Linked DNA regions of Mus musculus: region 1 is linked to region 2. The links are chromatin contacts, called in public HiChIP or PLAC-seq maps. All regions are on one chromosome and are shown on one strand. The core of a region is the stretch at or near the end of the contact, and the rest is flanking DNA. Distances in the headings are between cores, read along the strand shown. Region 1 has its middle 6.7 kb from the start of Gm38915. Region 2 overlaps Eps8 (epidermal growth factor receptor pathway substrate 8).

Region 1 (5,840 bases), core at 1,044-3,543, 110 kb before region 2:
GTAAAATGAGGAAAACTTCACTCTCTATTCTGAGGCTTCAGAGTTGCTAGGGAAACAAGGCGCTTACAAGTTAGACAGACATAACAGAATATGTGATGAGGCAGCATCAAATTTGGTTATCTGAGAGATATGAGAATCCACAACATGTCTTTTTGTCACATTAGTTTAGTCCATGCCTGTTCCCGTGGGAGTCAATTCTGTCTTTCCAGCAATGGGGGTGCAGGAATCAAACTCAGGTTGTCAAACTTGGCATCGAGTGCCCTTATCCAGTGGATTATTATTATGCCAGACTGAGATTTCAAAGAAGAGAGAGCAGACTGGGAAGAGCACGCTAGAGCGACCCCAGATAGTGTTGGGTTGGTGGATTGACCCAGAGAAACTGAGTGCTGTGGAAACATTCAGGCTTGGATAATATCTCCAACACGGGTTTGCTTTAACTTTGATCATACTCTGTTTCCAAGACAGTAAGGGGTGACAAATGAAGGCTGTTTACTACTAGAGGACGAACACACTGGACTGCTATTCACTGTGAGCTATTCTGATCGTCATAGTCCAAAAGCATGGATATTACACTGTTTGCTTGAAATATATGGAAAATAATGACACATGAGGGATGGCCAATACCACAGACAAGATGTTCATACCAGTTCTAATTTTCTAGTTTTTTTTGTTTGTCAGTTTAAGGAAAACCTTAGTAATGATTTTCCCCCAGCCTTTATACACTAAAAAAGTGAAGCTATCCTAACATATAGTTACAAATAAACACAAAGGCAAGGGTAGAGAATATTAATTTCCCATTATCTCAAGAATGTCACAAAGTATAAAATATTTCCTCTTGTCTTTGAAGTATATCTGTTCTGAGGCACTCTGGGATCAACAATTTCTTTTAACTTCTACAATAGAGCTGTGAGGGGAAAATCATGGTTTACACATAGCTCCATTCTATTGAGTGACCCATTTGCAAAGCCACATTTCACTATGTGTGACAAGAGAAAGCATTTTAAATGGCTATTTATAGCTGGTGTTATATCATATGGGGCAATATTATTAGTCGAAAAAGCCAGTAATTGAATGTTGTAATTCATTCATTTATGACCTTACCATTTTGCAGCATTTTTAATAGCAATTTCTTTTACAAGCTATTACAAGTGGGTTGAAAGCTGGTTAGATATTCTTAAGAGTAGAAGTCTACTTCTCCCAGCTATAAATTCTTTATCTAGTAAACACAAGTTCATCTTGTGAGCTCAGAATAGGGAACTGAGCTTCTCTTAGGCTGTTTAGTTCATCTTGAATGTATCTCCTTTATAACTGAAGGAAGAACCATGCTTGTAAACGCTCCCTGAGCCCTTGAAAGCATCAGCAAGCACTGCTACCAGGAATCCATCCTGTACATAGCCCTGGGATCAGTATTGATTCTGACATTAAATAAATGGCCCCAATCTTTTTTTAAACACTCAAGGCTAAAAGTAATACAATCTCAAGGAAAAAGAGGGAAAATATAGGCATGGGGGATGGAGGGAAGCCAGGCTTAGATGCCATTGCATCAGCAAATGGCCTCATTGTCTTTGGAAGCTATAACTGGTCTCATCTCAGGCTGGAGAGAAAGGAGGATGAAGGTATTTTCGCATCCATGTCTAGTCTATCGAACTGGAGAGCTTCTTGCATTTTCGCTGAAGGTTGTACACTACCCAGAGAAGCCGATGGCACAAGGTTGCCAAAATTCAGCTCAGAAATTCAGCCTGGACTTGCCAATGTGTATGTCTTGCTGAAACTATGTCTGAATGAAGGAGTTTAGGGTTAGTTGCCTTTCTGCTACTAGGATGAGTGCCTGAGATGATCAACTTATGAAGGGTTTTGTCTTGGCTCACAGTTTTGGTGGTTGCAGTCCTTGAACCATTGACTTTGTTGTTTGGAGCATAAGGTGGTGTGGCACATCATGATGGAACATCACCTAGTGGACATAAAGTGAAAGAGCAGAAAGGAAACAATGCTGACCACACTATTCCCTGCACTTGAAGCCTTCCAGGAGGCTCTGCCTCTCAGTTATTACCACCAGCTCACCTGGGACTAAGCTTTCCAAAGTTAAGGACATACTTTTTGTTTAATTTCTCACTAAGGCTGTATCGACCAATGATGATTCTGCTGGCTTCCAGAGCCCAGGCACTAGCCTACCAAGAGAATCCTGAATGGCTGAGATAAAACCTCCTTAAGCTGGTTCCTCTACTGAAACGAGTGTCTCCTACTGTGTGAAAAGCTGCGCAGAGAGCCACGAGTTCTCTCAGCATATGCTGAAGATAATCCTCGCTCAACGCCTTCAACAGGGGAGAAAGAGGAAGTGTTCCAGCTTCACAAAAGGCTATTGTAGATGTCACTTCTCCCCTTCCTGTTATAGAATGTAAAGAAATATTTAGCTGCAAGACAAAACATGTCACTGGTCCTTGGCAGGAATCCTTATCACCTGCTAAATAGCTCTATTGTGTGACTGGCAAACACATTTTGTAATTCCATAGCTGACATCTCTATTCAAACCCACAAAGCTTTACTTTATAAAACTTCTCCGCCTTTCAAAATCTACTTCCTCTACCCTTTTGCAAGGCTCCAGGCAAATTCTACTTTATTGAAAACACACTTCCTTCTTCCCTCCTGAACACTGTAATACCCCAGCTCCCTCCCTGTCTGTGTGTCTGTCAAATAGTTGTCACACTATTGGGTTGATGCAATGCAGGGCCCAGACTGTGGCTCAAATCCACTCATGGGGGACAGACCACCAATGGCACAGTGCCCCTCAAATCCACTCAGCAGAGAGCGGAGCACAGGGGCATAGTGTGAGGAAGAGCAGTCGCAGCAGGAAGAGAAACTGGGAGAAAAGATGAAGTTGGCAGTTGTGGCAGCTTCAGGGTAGTGAGAAGAGAGTCTGGATGCTTAACATAGAAAAGCCCACCATGCTCCATTCTTCAGGATACCAGGGAAGAACATGCAATTGATAGAACCTGTGGACCAACAAGGAGAGTTCCCGAATCCATCAGAGTCTGCAAAGGAAAGGTAGGTTAGCTAAGAGGTTAGATTTCACCTGGTGCATACCCTGACACACATTAGACATCTGTTGTCCTGCTAGTTGGTTACTCGGGACTTCTTGTTTATCTTGTGCAGATGATGAGTGAGGAGTTATGTTATATCCTACAATACCACCACCATCATCACCACCACCAATAACAACAACAATATCACCACCATCATCATCACCACCCCCTCCACCATCACCACCACCATCATCACCACCATCACCGCCATCACCAACACCAATAACAACAACGACCACCACCACCATCACCACTGCTACCACTGCCATCACCATAAGCATCACCTCTGTGACAAATTGCCTTTGTGCAAAGCTGTTGCCCACTCATTCACTGTATAATTATTTTATTCCTCATCTCCTAATGTTTATCTTTGAGTGTGAAGATAATGCGGGTCCAGTGGGTTTACTTGTATTGAGTAAGATGCTGGGAAACAAAACGACTCTACGAATCACAGGGCCAGGTGGCCTTTGTCTCCTGAACTCAGAAGGTAGAAGAAGGCAGATTAAGAGTTCAAGTTCATCCAACTATAGAACAAGTTCGAGGTCAGTCTGAGGTATGAGTCCCTGTCTCAAAAACAAAAATAAGAACAAACAACAACAAAAACCCAAACCCAAACAAATAAAATATCCAACTACTTAAACCAGTGTGTCTGGGAGACGCCCTTAGTTTCTCTTTGATGTCTTTGTTCGTATTAGTCCTCCTGCCCTTTCACTTCCACATGCCTGAGACCTAGTAAAATATAACATGCTAATAGATTCCTATCCTGTTGCACGAAGTATGACTTCAATTTTGCTTCAACTTAACAAGCAAATTTAGAGGTGACCCGAGATAGGAACATAGAAGACAGCCCAGATGCCACGGTCCTACAAGGTCCGTAAGACTGTTGGATTACCATAGTTTCATAGACTAGCTGGACTTGACAATTTAATTTTGCCTGTAGGGAAAATGCTTCAAAATCCAGGCACAGTCAAGGCCTTTCTGCAGAGGATCCTGGCCATGCAAGAAAGAACATCAAGGACTGACGAGTGAGCTGTATGAAGGTCAGAGCTACAGAGCAGCAAATGAAACAGTGCCCAGCTCGAGGAGACGGCCTACAGGAACGTAGGTGTGTGTGAATCAACATCTGCTGTCCGATAGGACATTTATCTCTAGACTATATAAAGAACCCCCCACATTAAACAACAAAATGGTCCCCTCAAATAACCCAATTAACAAATAGGTGAGTGAAGTGAAAAATGATCAAAAGATAAAGCACAAGTGGCCAAGAAACGTATAGAAAAATGTTCAAAATCCTTAACCTTCAGTGAAATATAAATTAAAATTGCCAACAGCACTTAGGACTCGGAGGCGGGAAGATCAGCATTCAAGACTTTTCTCAGCGATGCAGTGGATGTAAGTGGGAATCCCGAAGGTGGACGGAGAAAGACCACTGACCCAAAGCATCACGGCCAAATTAATTCAAGCAAGCAACTGATATTACAAGCCTTTTTATTCATGTGCATGGGCTGCCCCTACTCTAAAGCAAGGCTGTAGAGCTCAGCACTGGATGTGAGGAAGAGAAGGTTTTTATAGCTCAGGGATATGTGGCTTCCAAATGAGGACAAATAGACGGGTTACAGGAGCAGAGCAGAGCCCATGGTCAAAACAAGGAAATCACAAGAAGCAGTCCTAAGGAGGAAGTCATAGGAAGTCATACGGCCTTTTGAAACAAGGTAAGGTTGCAAGATAGCTATAATCAACTTTCTGAAACAGAAACATGATTGCCATTCCTGGAACAGGAAGTACAGAACCATTTGTAGTTAAGGTTACAGGCAGAGCCCAGCCCAATCCTTGAGAGACAGAGGTTTTTTTTTTTCCTTAGGTATTTTCCTCATTTACATTTCCAATGCTATACCAAAAGTCCCCCATACCCACCCCCCCAATCCCCTACTCACCCACTCCCCCTTTTTGGCCCTGGCGTTCCCCTGTACTGGGGCATATAAAGTTTGCAAGTCCAAAGGGCCTCTCTTTCCAGTGATGGCTAACTAGGCCATCTTCTGATACATATGCAGCTAGAGACAAGAGCTCCGGGGTACTGGTTAGTTCATATTATTGTTCCACATATAGGGTTGCAGTTCCCTTTAGCTCCTTGGGTACTTTCTCTAGCTCCTCCATTGGGGGCCGTGTGACTCATCCAATAGCTGACTGTGAGCATCCACTTCTGTGTTTGCTAGGCCCTGGTATAGTCTCACAAGAGACAGCTATATCTGGGTCCTTACAGCAAAATCTTGCTAGTGTATGCAATGGTGTCAGCGTTTGGAAGCTGATTATGGGATGGATCCCTGGATATGGCAATCACTAGATGGTCCATCCTTTTGTCACAGCTCCAAATTTTGGAGAGACAGAGGTTTAATCACAAACAGGAATGAGCCTAGTCTGTCTTTACTATAAGATGGCTTTTAAGCCTAAAATAGAGAGGTAGGCTGGTTCTTCATTAGGAAGACAAAACCTCAGTGAGATTCCACTCCGCACAACTAGAGTGGCTTCTAAGAACCCAGATAACAAGTGCTTAGAGAATTCAGATAAGAGGAACCGTATCTACTGCTGCGCCTATAAACTAGAGAAGCAGCTATGGAATTCAGTACGGAGGCTCCTCAACCACGGGAAGGTGGGCCTACTATGTGCTCCGGCATTGTACAAAGGAACCTAACTAATCACACCACAGAGACGCCTGCTCTTCAGACACCACGGCGCTCTTCATAGTGTGCTGAATAGTAACAG
Region 2 (5,221 bases), core at 2,347-4,846:
ATGAACTATTATTCAATAATGAATAGGGCCTGGTGTATAGATGCTGGAAATTTAAATTCCTTCAGACCGTAGTGTGAAGGTTCAATACAGATAGATACTTAGTGTATATTGCAAGGATATATGTGCATGGTGGGACTCAGGCTCCTGGCAAGTGCTCTCTGAGCAGTAGAAGTGTCCTTGGGATTTTAATGGAAAGAATGAAAAGTGAGCTAGGCCTGTAAAAGACAAGAGGATAGGAAGGAAGATGTGGATAGGAAAAAAGTGGGAGGGAGGGAGAGGGAAGGGGAGGGGGGAGAGGAGAGAGAGAGAGAGAGAGAGAGAGAGAGAGAGAGAGAGAGAGAGAGAGAGAGATCTCATAACCATAGCCATAGGGAGCTACTTTCAGATCTAGGCCTTTGAAAATGTACTATAAGTCTTGTCTTGTCTTCTCTTCTCTTCATCTTCTTCTTCCTCCTCCTCCCCGACCCCCAGACTTGAGACAGGATCTCACTCTATAGCTTCTAATGACCTAGAACTCACTATGGAGACTGTGCTGGTCTTGACCTTATACTGAGTCTCCCGCCTCTGTCTTGAATGTGCTAAGATTGCAGGCATGCTCCGTTGGTCCTGGCCCTGGAGTAATTTGGAAACAATTATACAAGAAGGGGGTGGAGTTGCACAAACCTGGGGAGTTAGTCATATGAAGTGGAGCTTTAAGTAAATGCCTCTATCCATCATATGGGTTGGGATCACAGAGAATGTAGTCATTGAGTAGCAAGGAACTGACTATAAATCAACAGGGCAAAGACGACAGGCAAGCCTCCAAAGTCCTAGGAATAAGCAACACACTCTAATAGTTTTTAGGGTAAGGAGAAATTCTGGAGAAATAAGTAAACATGAGCTGGAGGTGGCTTAGTCGGTACTCATGGCATATGAACACAAAGCCCCAGGATCAGATCCCCCAGCATTCAAATAAAAACTGAGTGCGACAGTGTAGGTCTGCAGTCCCAGCAATAGGGAGGTGGGGATAGGGACTTATTAGAGAGCCCTGGCTAGCCAGCATAGCTGCGAAGATGAGGTCCAGGGTTAGAGAGAGACCTTGTCTCAAAAAATAAGGCGGAGTGTGATCAAGAAAGACACCTGATGTTGATCTCTGGTCTTCCAATACATGAACACACCCATGAGCATACACTCCCCTTCTATACACACACACACACACACACACACACAAATGCACACTAAAAATACATTAAACCAACTAGAAATGAAAGCAGGATGTGCCAAAATTATCCAACTCTGTAGGATATAATTAAAGCCGCGTTAGAAGTAACAAAAACTGCTGTATCAGAAATACTCTGAGCCTTTGACTCCTTTGCCTCCAGAAATAGCAGCCGAGGGATGAGGAAAGAACCCTTGGACTTGAAGAAGGAAATGGAAACTTTCCAAACCGAGAAGCAAAGAATGAAAAAGCATTGAGCAGAATATCTAAAACTTCAAGACAGCCAGGCGGGGCGTACTCTATTCATAATGAAAATACCGTAAGAAAAGGAAGAAATCAAAAGAAACAAAATCAAAAGAAGGGAGAAGTAGTTGAGAATTTTCCAAAATTAATGACAACCATCAAAGAATGGGGTACACTCCCTAGCACCCACAGATAGTGTATATTCCTCAAGCCATAGGAATCCCCAAAACAAAGAGAAGATCTTAAAAGGAGCCAAAGGGATAGGAGATTACGTCGCTTTAGAAGGACAGAGTGAGAATATCATTCCTGGTGTTTTAAGAAGCTCTGAAGATCAATCAGTGTCCTATAGTGTCAGAAAAACCAAGCTGGAAATTAGTGTCCAGCAAAATTATACCTCAGAAATGATAGAGGAGTGTGAAGTCTCTCAAGGGGCCAGCAGGTTGTAATCTGACCTCCACATCTGTGCCTTACCTGTGTGTCTTCCTATGTGCACACAACCAAAGTAAATATACCTGAAATTAATCTCTAGCAAAGCCTCTCTCAAATAGAATAAGAAGAGTCCAGCTGGGAATTTTTCACAAATCGGGTGTGTGCCACTTTGGAGGACATGCTGAAGGAAATAAGATTTGTGCATATTTTCTTCCATTCTAGCCCTTGTTTGTTTGTTTGTTTGTTTTTCTTAACTGAACATTTTGTGCCCATTTTTATTTACTTGAAATTTCCTTCAAAAGCCTGATATCAAAATATCCCATATGTATAGCATTTCTGCATACATCACTTCTGCAGCAGACGTGATGGCCTTCTGGAATCTCAGACATAAAACATTATTTGCATTCAGAATAAACTCAGGAGATAGAAATGCAAACAGCAGAACCAGTGTCCTTGGGCTTTACGTTTTGTAAGAAGTTCTGTGTTCTTCTCTGAGTGCTCCTCCCAGTGTGAGTTGTCGTGTGGACCTTCAGACCCTTCAAGTTTATTGGATCAGTGTGTCACTCAGCAGGGCGTTCCCAAGAATCTCTGTGTTTGTATGATATTCTCCAAGTCTTTCTAGAAAAGAACCCTCTTTCCGTACACCAGGACCTGAGATTGCTAAAGGGCTACTCCTATGGCTTCTTCAACTTCACCTCCTGGGTCGTCAGTAGTTTGGCCCAGGACACTGGGTGAATTCCACACACAAACACACACGCAAGTCACCCCCTGGTTTCAAAATGGCACCCGTGAGCTGGCTTCTGTGTCTGTTTCTGAGCTTGTTACCATGGCAATGAATTGTCTGTCTAGTTTTGTAGTTGGCATGATTCTCCTGGCTTAGGGCACCTGTGTTTTCTTACTACCAGTTGATCACATGTTGGACAACAGGTTAAATTTCTATCACAAAGGAGCAGGGGGGCAGAGGGCAAAAGTGGGGATTTAGTAGAATTAGCTACCTCAATGCTCCTAAGTTCCCGATTGTTTCCTTTCAGTGGGAGCTAGCAGAAGCTTCTCCACGTCCCATGGTTCCTCGCCCCTCAGAACTGGTAGAGAATGGTTATTCCTACTGCCGACAAGCCTTGTACTTTGGAGGACCATTATGGAAGAAGTAAATCAAAGCTGACGATGGCATTTGAGACAGGAAACTCACTTGCCCGTCCTTTATTTTAATGAGTCAACACTGACATTTTTTTGCTTTACTGTATGTAAGCTGTAACCATGAGTAACTTGTTTTAAAGTTCACATCTACAACCTTAAAACAAATGTTAAAATATGATGTAATATCGGGGGATGTAAGAGGTGAAAATAAAATGAAATGCTGATGTTAGGAGAGATGTGCATTCCATGTGCCCAAAGGAAAAGATGCCCGACCAGGTCTTCCCCCGAGACACAAGCTAAGCTGCGGAGAATCCTAGATCTGTCTTCAGTCAGATATTAAGTGATCCCAGAAGCTGTCGGCAGCATGGGGGATGTGAGCAGTATGGGCGTGGTTGGTGAAGGGTGACTCAGAGTGAACTGAAGAAATGAAAAGCATTTGTTGGGTGCGATGGTGATTTAAGGGAGATCATGAACTTTGAACGCAGGAAAAAATCTCACTTGCTGAATTACGGCCATTGTTGTCTCACCCGTAAGTCTGTCACATATGACAACATTCATTTTAGTCCACTTGTGGATGTGACACATCACCTCCCGCTTGTGACTCAGCGTGCACAGAGGGGTGTTGCAGTTCTCCACACTGCGTTACACAGTATCCACCCTCTCACCTTCACTTCCGCATCATTCACGGAAGGCACAGTCATTTCTGCATCTAGGCTGACCACGTGACAGCACAGAGGACCGTTTCTCAGGAGGCAGGGGGGACAGGGGAGAGCTTGTGACCAGCTAGATTTACAAAAGGGTAGAAACCGCCATCACATCACACTTGGTCACAGCGGAAGGCTGAGAAGTGATATTGTCCCTTGGAAATCTGCTTCTTGTTTCCATCCTGCTATGAGGATAACTTTCTATGTCTGTGATGTGTGTGTCAAGAAAACATTATGTTGTGTGTATTTGTGTATTTTCAACATTTGCTGAGATCTGAGGGGAATCTAGGGTTTTGCCAAAAACCCTTCCCTTTTTTAATACTTTTTGTTTCTGATTTGTTTTGCTTTTTGAGACAGATTCTCACATAGCACTGCTTGGCCTCAAACTTACTATGCAGCCAAAGGTGGCCACGAACTCTTGATCTTCCTACCTCTGCCTCCCGTGTAATGGGATTATAGGCATGTACCACACCACACCTGGCTTCTAGACCATTCTTGTAAGCCATCTGGCTGGTGTCAGCACTGTGGGACTTTACTCAGAATTTTCTCCGGGAACTTAGGCACATGTCTGAGCTCTGTGGAGTTTGTATTGCCTCATCCAGGGATCTGTTTATAAGGCTTTCTGTCTGACAACCACAGGGACTGACTCTGCTCTCCTCAAAGAAGAGGAGAGAACTCCAGATTCCTCTACATGTGAGTCCATCACTGGTGGTCCCTGTTTCTGTTGTCCTTATTTATCAACTTTTCTGCTTTGGCTTGGTTCTTCAACATGGACTTCCTACAAAAGACATTCCAAGCTTTCTGGCTTCTATCGTCCTTTCATTTCGTTTGGGAGATAGCCAGATACCAACTCCCTCCAGAGCTTTCCGAACTGTAGGAGAGAAGGCAGCTGGCTTCCTGGGGCCAGCTTGACTGCCCACTTAGGTTTTACTACCAGCTTCTCAGTAGCTACTGTGTTGAAGCCACTTCTGCTGTATCCTCTTCTTGTTCTTCCTCCTCCTCCTCCTCTCTCTCCTTCCTCTCCTCCTCCTTGAGAGCCAGAGTCTTACCAGGTAGTCTCTCGGATGACCTCACATTTCTGGGCATCTTCTTGCCTTAGTCTTAAAAGTGTGGTGACTGCAGGCACTTGTCACAGTGCTAAGAGGAAATTTCTTCACCTTTCCTTATTTGAAGATTATCTTTATGTGTGTGTGTGTGTGTGTGTGTGTGTGTGCGTGTGTCCACACGCACACATGTCACATGTGTAGGCATGCCTCTGGAGGCCTAAAGAGCCAGCTAGAGTGATTATGAGCTGCCGGGTATGGATGCTGAGCTGAACTTGGGTCTCCTGGAAGAGAAGAAAGCTCTCTTAGCACTGGACGACCTCTTTAGCCCTGCCTTACATCTAAGCATGGTTTTGTTAGACTGATGTTGCAGTTACTGTTTATGGTGTCTGCTGTGGACATGCTGCTTGTATGTTCTATGTGTCTCTCTTCATCTGTGTTTTTGTTTTTCCTAAAGAACAGATTCC

Evidence for each region. HiChIP or PLAC-seq counts read pairs in DNA pulled down with a chosen protein or histone mark.
Region 1: a contact with region 2 is called in an H3K4me3 HiChIP or PLAC-seq map of bone marrow-derived macrophages, with 3 times the contacts expected there. The contact joins two enhancer-like sites. A contact is called at or near these places in 1 of 484 Hi-C or Micro-C datasets (nephron progenitors), 2 of 115 datasets of contacts at active chromatin or transcription factors (bone marrow-derived macrophages and embryonic stem cells) and 2 of 9 other capture datasets (embryonic stem cells and liver).

The regions. Positions count from the first base shown.
Region 1 is chr6:137,693,499-137,699,338 of GRCm38.p6, reverse strand. No RefSeq gene overlaps it. Among named protein-coding and RNA genes, the nearest start is that of Gm38915, 6.7 kb to the left of the region's middle. Within about 2 kb of position 2,293, at least 71 of the 459 cell types and tissues checked have an H3K27ac peak or open chromatin away from gene starts, as enhancers often do. A contact at or near this core is called in bone marrow-derived macrophages, where this site is marked.
Region 2 is chr6:137,580,861-137,586,081 of GRCm38.p6, reverse strand. All of the region lies in intron 2 of Eps8 (epidermal growth factor receptor pathway substrate 8), which reads left to right. Among named protein-coding and RNA genes, the nearest start is that of Eps8, 66 kb to the left of the region's middle. Within about 2 kb of position 3,596, at least 103 of the 459 cell types and tissues checked have an H3K27ac peak or open chromatin away from gene starts, as enhancers often do. A contact at or near this core is called in bone marrow-derived macrophages, where this site is marked.